Regions from separate parts of the Mus musculus genome. Here region 2 is linked to region 1. Evidence: chromatin contacts called from public Hi-C data. All regions are on one chromosome and are shown on one strand. The core of a region is the stretch at or near the end of the contact, and the rest is flanking DNA. Distances in the headings are between cores, read along the strand shown. Region 1 has its middle 51 kb from the start of Gm16701. Region 2 holds the start of Fam78b (family with sequence similarity 78, member B).

The links. Hi-C and Micro-C count contacts between places; a contact is called where the count stands out from the background.
Region 2: a Hi-C map of the N1E-115 cell line shows a contact between it and region 1, with 5 times the contacts expected there. The contact joins the promoter of Fam78b here to the enhancer-like site in region 1. A contact is called at or near these places in 3 of 39 promoter capture datasets (hippocampal neurons and liver), 2 of 484 Hi-C or Micro-C datasets (the N1E-115 cell line and group 2 innate lymphoid cells) and 1 of 9 other capture datasets (adipose tissue).

What each region holds. Positions count from the first base shown.
Region 1 is chr1:166,946,560-166,950,201 of GRCm38.p6, forward strand. No RefSeq gene overlaps it. Among named protein-coding and RNA genes, the nearest start is that of Gm16701, 51 kb to the right of the region's middle. Within about 2 kb of position 1,627, at least 20 of the 459 cell types and tissues checked have an H3K27ac peak or open chromatin away from gene starts, as enhancers often do. A contact at or near this core is called in the N1E-115 cell line, where this site is marked.
Region 2 is chr1:166,999,088-167,002,772 of GRCm38.p6, forward strand. It overlaps Fam78b (family with sequence similarity 78, member B), which reads left to right and starts at 2,330. Exons shown (of 3, transcript NM_175461.4): 1 at 2,330-2,741. The coding sequence starts at 2,479. It overlaps Gm16701 (predicted gene, 16701), which reads right to left and starts at 643. Exons shown (of 3, transcript NR_037988.1): 1 at 466-643.

The DNA of each region.
Region 1 (3,642 bases), core at 377-2,876:
TTTTTTTACATTCCATATTTTATTCTGCCCCCTCCCATCCACCCTCCAACTGCTCTATATTCCACACCTCATCCCTATCCCCCTGTCTCCACATGGATGACCCCATCCCCCACCCCACCTGGCCTCTAAACTCTGTGGAGCCTCCAGTCTCTTGAGGGTTAGGTGCATCATCTCTGAATAAACACAGACCCAGAAGTCCTCTGCTATATGTATGTTGGGGGCTCTTATCAGCTGGTGTATGGTCCCTGTTTGGCGGTCCAGTATTTGAGAGATCTCAGGGGTCCTGATTAATTGAGACTGCTGGTCCTCCTACAGGGTCGTCCTTCTCCTCAGCTTCTTTCAGTCTTCCCTAATTCAACAACAAGGGTCAGCTGCTTCTGTATATTGGTTGGGTGCAAATATCTGAATCTGACTCTTTCAGCTACTTGTTAGGTCTTTTGGAGGGCAGTCATGATAGATTCCTTTTTGTGAGTGCTCCATAGCCTCAGTAATAGTGTCAGGCCTTGAGCTGTATCCCACTTTGGGCCTCTTGCTGGACCTTCTTTTCCTCAGGCTCCTCTCCATTCCATCCCTGTAATTCTTTCAGACAGGAACAATTATGAGTTAGAGTTGTGACTGTAGGATGGCAACCCAATCTCTGACTTGATGTCCTTTCTTCCTGTGGGAGGTGGGCTCTATAAGTTCCCTCTCCCTATGTCTGGCATAAATGCCTGGCATTTCATCTAAGATCCCTCCCTTTGAGTCCTGAGAGTCTCTCAGCTCCCAGATCTCTGATGCGTTTTGGAGAGACACTCCTCCATTGCTGGTGGGATTGCAAACTGGTACAACCACTCTGGAAATCAATCTGGAGGTTCCCCCAGAAAACTGGAAATAGATCTGCCTGAAGACCCATCCAAACAACTCTTGGGAATATACCCAAAAGATGCCCCACCATGCCACAGGGGCATGTGTTCCACTATGTTCATAGCGGCCTTATTTGTGATAGCCAGAAGCTGGAAACAACCTAGATGTACCACGACAGAAGAAAGGACTCTTGACTAAGTGACAGATTCCCATTCAGACTGTCTCATATAATATGGTGGTGCATTTATGAACTTCTCTTCTGTCGTTGCTGGAGTCCGCACACGCAAACCATGCTGACCAGAGCCTGTCTCTCCACCTCTAGCCTCTCCTGTCCTCAGTGCTGGCTTCACCACTCAGATCTAAGTGGCAGCAAAGACACAGCGAGTCCAAGACCTAACAGCTTAAAAACCCAGAGAAGAACAGGGTGTCCTTTTCAAAGAGTTCTTGTCAGTCTTAGGTGTCTGTCTCTTCATTGGCTAAACTTAGGTCACGTGCCCACCCAGGAACCAACCACTGGGATTCCATTTGTCCAAATCCAGCCCTGGAGCAACAGAAATGGGATTGAGCCACAGGGAATAATAAGAGAGGAAGTCTGAGAGATGAGTGAAATCCCAGAAGAAAATCAGGTGCTACTACCAGCAAGGGTACCAGATGCTCGGGAGAGGCTAGTAGGCAGATGTTATCATCTCCAGCTATCTAAATTGAGAGTGAGTAAAGCCCCATCTGATAGACTGTCAGGAAGCAATTAAGCCTTTTGTCACTGCTGATGCTGCGCATGCATTTAATGATAACAGATGTGCTGCGGCACCAGTGAGCAGCTGCAGAGAGGGAGCCAGCAGGGCTGGAAGGAAAAGCCAAGCCATCCATCTTCCAGCCGGAGTTCCCCCCACCCCTTCCCCCGCGTCGACGGAACTACTCAGGATGCCTAAACTGACTCGGGTACCTTCCGAGTTGCAAAAACTCTGCTCTGGGATTCAGCAGATATATCTGAAACTGCTTTATGACCAACAGTTAAAGTGAGGTAAATTAAGGGAGAGAAACCAAGGATATGGTTTCGTGCATAAAACCCAGCCATATAATTAACAGAGCCCACATCAATCACACATCAGTTAGGCCTCACTGGTTTCATAGGTATTCGATGGTAGAAATAAACCAGTCCTGATAGGCAAAGAGGATTGAAGCCAGTAAAACTGAAATACTTAAATGTGAGGCTCCTGTCGTTAATTAGTCAAGTTCCGACTCTGTTTGTGGTATTTGTGGGATATTTAGTAATTAGGTTTTTTAATGTTCCTGTCCTCATTTAGCTTCAGCGTCTGTCATTCCCAACATTTCTTTGTCTAGGCAATGCCACGAGGTGTATTTTTAATAATAGTAAACCCTTGTGCTGCAGATCACTCTGTCCTTTATAAAATCACTCACTGGAGTTGCCCAGCAACCTCGGAGACAAGCAAGACGAACTATCCTCCCAAGTAACTACTGGAGCATCCGGCTCAGCATCCGCGGTGGAGTCTGGTTGTCTTGCTGTGGTTGTCATTATTGGAATGGTGGATCATCGGAGCTCTGGTGTTAGGGTTCTAAGAGATGGGTGAGGTGACTCAGTCAGAGCAGAAGCAACCTTGGCAGTTTTGGTCCCCAGGGTTCTAAGTCCATTCTATGTAACTACAAAAGCATTTATGAAAACCTGAGCTTCATGAGTCACCCAAGTGCACCAATGGTAATCCTCTGGAAAGGGGAAAAACGACAATAAAAAAACAAACAGAGGCACTCTTTAAAACAAGTAATACAAAGGTTGTTTGATAAAGCCTCAAGGAACTGTATTATTTATATGTACCTAAAATTATACTGTACACACACACACACACCTACACACATACATACATATGTGTGTATATATGTATAAACATGTATATATACGTATATATATATATATATTTGTATACACTTAAGATATGTGTGTATGTGTATGCATATATAATATCTTAAACCTTAAAGGGCATTATAGCACTTGGGCTGACTATGTTCCATACAAGAGCAATAGACTATCAAAATCCCAGCACTAAGCACAAGAAAGCTCCTTTTGATTGGATGATCATTATAGCCCAAGTGACTCTGGTGGCAATATGGACAATTGGTGTAACCCTTGGTTGCCACCCAGAGGTTGAAGACAAGTCTTTATTGCTGAAGACAACACACACTTAAGACACATGACTAACCTGAAACCGTCCTCCCTGTGGTCTTGCTCCCATGGTATCTGATAATACTACACAAGCTTCAAAGAGAAGGAGTAGTTAATAGTCCTACTCAGCTGTGATACCTATGAACTACAACAATGACTGGCAGGGCAGATGTCTATAAAGATGCAGTAAGTGGCACCCTCGTCTTGGTAGTAAGCAACTGCCTGTCTAAGTGAACTTAAGGTCCACTCAACAGGAAGGAAATCACACATGGTACTAGAAACGTCAGTCAGCTGAAGGAGGGAACACAGCCTGAAAACTCACAGTTCGACCAGGAGGTTCAGTTTTGCAGGTAAATGATGTGGGGGAGGAGGGCCAGGAACAGTAGGTCCAAAGACTTATTTAGAGGACCTGGAGGGGGCTTCTTCTTCTTTCCCCATCTCCTATCCCTCCAGAGTTGCTATGAACTCACTTGATTGAGTCACTCAATATTATCGAGAGCCTTTTGTTACATACTATAGAGCAGATCATGTGCTATCTAATTTTGACCATGTTGTCAAGGAGAAGAAAGAGCAGAGGAGTCAGATATCATATGGACTCACATGTAGGCCCATGTGCATGGTGA
Region 2 (3,685 bases), core at 1,080-3,579, 53 kb after region 1:
CTCTTCTGGGCCAGTCTCAATCAGTCCTCAGGATCTAATTCAAATGTCACTGTCTCGGTAGAGCCATCTATAAATCTCAGTGGCTCTCCTGTCTGGCCTCCCCTGGCACTGGCTATCCGTTTCTATTACAGCAGCAGCACAGTTGACTGTAACAACTTGTTAATAGATTTATCTTCTCGAGCGGATCATGAACGTTGGTCCAACCCCGAGTCGCTAGTACCTAGGGACAATACTTGGCTCCTGCCATGCCACCAGGAAGTGTTTGCTGAATAAAGGGACCAGTGATGGAGGCTTGCAGCTACATCATAAAGTGAGCCATGTCATCAAAGAAGGAGATTGCTTTTTGTGTGTGTGTGAACTATAAAGTGAAGCCAGCGTGTCAGAAAAGGTAAGACAAGGATGGAGGCTGCTTTTAGAACTGCTTTCAGAACTTTAGGAATTCATCTGTCCTAACTAAAGACTCACCCAGGCAGTCTTGTGTGGCCTGTTAGAGGAGTTCACACGTGAGTACCAGATCCAGCAAATGCTCAATGATCGTGAGGGGAAAAAAGGTTAAAAGAAGCTGCTGGCTCTGAACTATGAGAGAAGACACGTAATTAAAAAAAATCATCTCTTAAATATTCTTCCTATTTGACACCCGAGATCACAATAACACACACGTGGCAGATACACGGAATGGAATGTGCAGGCCATCTCTGGCGTCAGTTTCCATCGGGAGAGAGCGGAGACCGGCGGCTCTTCCGTCAAGGTTTCACTCTGACACAGCTGGTAAGAAATGACTGTGTGCTGGTCACCACGCACCTTCAGGAGAAGCAAAGACAAGAAAAGATCCCTAAGATCCCCAGCTTTCTACAGGGATTAGGGTTTTCTACAAATTGGCGCCTTGACTTTGTAGAATCAAGTGGTTACTCTTTAATCCTCCTGGGTTCTATAAAGCCCTGAACTTCTGTTTGTATTTAACAGGCCTTAGGTAAGACTGGGAGGGTAGCTAAGCGTTCTAATCTACCTAGATGATTCCACTAAGTACAACTTGTCTAAAGACACAAGACATTCAAAAGGCAGTGTTTCCCAAGGAGCTCCAACAACCCCCCCCCCCAACACACACACACACATACACACTGTGTGTTGTTCTGATAAGAGTATTTTCAGAGATTGTGGAGGGGTGATATGAAAACAGGCCATGAGTAGACTGAGCTGGTGCCTCGACTAACACTGGCATTTGGGGTGATTTTGTGTCAGCCTCCAATGGGATTTCTCAGGTTTCACTCTCAATACTGTGGTGCAAAAAAATAAAATTAAATTAAAAAATAAAGCTTCTACTAGACTAAAGGAAAATGCGGACCAGTGAACGAGGTAGTAAATCTATTTCGTGGCACTGCTGGAGGTCACACCCAACTCTAACAAACTATATCACAACGATACATCTCAGCTGGAGCTGATTCTCCAACATCTCTCCTCCCGCAGCCTCACCGTACCCCACTGTGGTTCCCTCTATACTCTGAACCGCGCCGCGCCCTCCCGGCCCCACCCATCCCAATAAGCAGGGTCCCGCTTCTACACCCCACTATCACCCGCGGGGCGCCACCTACCGGGGTCCCGGCCCCGCCCAACCCCACGTGCCGCGCCCCGCCCGGGAGCTAGCGGCCCTTTAAACACCCCCACCCTTGCACACTACCCCCCCCCCCGGACGGCAGCCGAAGAGGGACAAACTCATGGCGTACAGCCAGTCTCTTCCGCGGAGCTTGTCCCCCGTAGCCCTAGCCCGCTGGGCTCTCCGCCCGGGGCTACGGTCCCCTGGCGCCCCCCACACGCCCCCGCAGCCGGATGCGGGAGTGTGGGCGCTGTCCGGCTCCAGGGCGGGGCGGGAGGGAACACGGACTCCGCCGCCGCCGCCTGCCTCCGCCTGCCGCTCGGGCCGCCCGCTCGCCCGCCGCTGGGTGCGCTGCACGCGGGGGGCAGCCGCGGTGCAGCAGAGGTTCATGCAGCGGCGGCGGCGGCGGCGGCTGCTGCTGCTGCCGCCGCGGAAACAGACAAACCGGGCGCTGCCGCCGCCACCCTCCCGCAGCTCCATGCCGCCGCCGCCGCCTCCTCCTCCTCCTCTCCGGCGAAGGGCGGGGGGCTCCGGCCCGGGGTGGGCACCACTCCTCGCAGCGCCGCTCCCCTCCCTGCCCTCCGCCGGGGCACGGGAGCCGGAGAGAGCGCCCGCCGCCTCCTAGGAGCGCACGCTCCGCGCGCCCTTGCTGGAGCGAGGAGGCGGGCGTGGGCGGGCGTCGGGGCAGCCGCGACCCAGCGCGCGGAAAGGGGAGGGGGCTTCCCCGGAGGATGCCCCGCGGCGGCGGCTCCTCGCTCTTAGGCGCTAGCTGAGCTGGACCGGGAGCGAGCGGCGCGTCGCCATGCCGGCGTGACGGGTGCCCGCGGCTGCCCGCGCCGGGCCCCCGCGCTGCCCCACGCCGCGCCGCGCCGGCGCCGGGCGGCAGGATGGGCTGTATCCAAAGCATCACCTGCAAGGCGCGGATCCGGCGCGAGAACATCGTGGTGTACGATGTGTGCGCCACCATCGACCAGTGCCCCACGCGCATCGAGGAGACCTCGCCCATCGTCCTGCGCTACAAGACCCCTTACTTCAAAGCCTCGGCCCGTGTGGTCATGCCCCCCATCCCCCGCCACGAGACCTGGGTGGTGGGCTGGATCCAGGCATGCAACCAGATGGAGTTCTTCAACACCTACAGCGACCTGGGCATGTAAGCGACCGGCCACGCCACGCGGCGCGGGAGCGGGGTCCTGGCCCCTTTCTCCACTCTCCATTCTGAACCCCCTCCCCAACCCCTCTTACCGTTGCCCCCATCTCTTTCCGAACCTTCCTCCTGCCTCCCCACCCACCTCCCTCCTCCCTGCGCTTTTGTTTCAGTGACAGGGCGGGTGACGGGAGGCTCCTCGCGAAGGCATTTTCTCGTGCTTTGCTTCTGACTTCCTCGGAGAGGCGAGGAGAATAGTGAGGGGCAGGAAGAACGCGACTGGGAGGGTACAAGAGGCAAAGATAGGATGATTGGCGATTGTCGTGGGAGTTTGGGGGCGCAGTCTGTATTTGTGGGTCTCCCTGGGAAGTTTGGGGAGAGGAGTGGAGTCCCGGGGGCGCATGGGCTGTGTCGTGCGTCTTTTGGAGAAAATCAAGCTGGCTTGGAAGAGAAGGTCCAGGGTGTAGGAATGGGAGTTAGAGGTTCTGCCTTTGCTTCCCAGGCCAGCGAGCCTAAGGAGCATCTCTGCCTGGAATCTCCAGCTGGGCAGAAAGCCCCTCTAGCTATGCGCCCTGAGGACCAATTCTGGGGCGGTGGGGAGCTGGAAGGCACCGGATGCTCCCGGGCCAAGAGAAACTGGTGGCCTTGTGCTAGCCTGGTGTAACACGAGGTGTTTCTTAGGCTCAAGGAAAGGATGAGACACTTCATCTGTCTGGGGTCTTTACTTTTCAAAACTTTCCTAATTGCGGCGCTGGAAGGGATTCCCAGGCGCCCACCGCCTATCCAGTCGGCTGGCTGGGAGCTCTCCAACTTCCTTCAGCAGCGCCGGTTAGAGCGCGCTGAGGGTTTGGCAGCTGCGGTGCACCTAGATCGCCAGGGCTCTGCGGCCGCCAGGGGCGGACATCCTGCCCTGGAACCACACTAGCTTTGAGAGGTCGTGTTCTGGACTT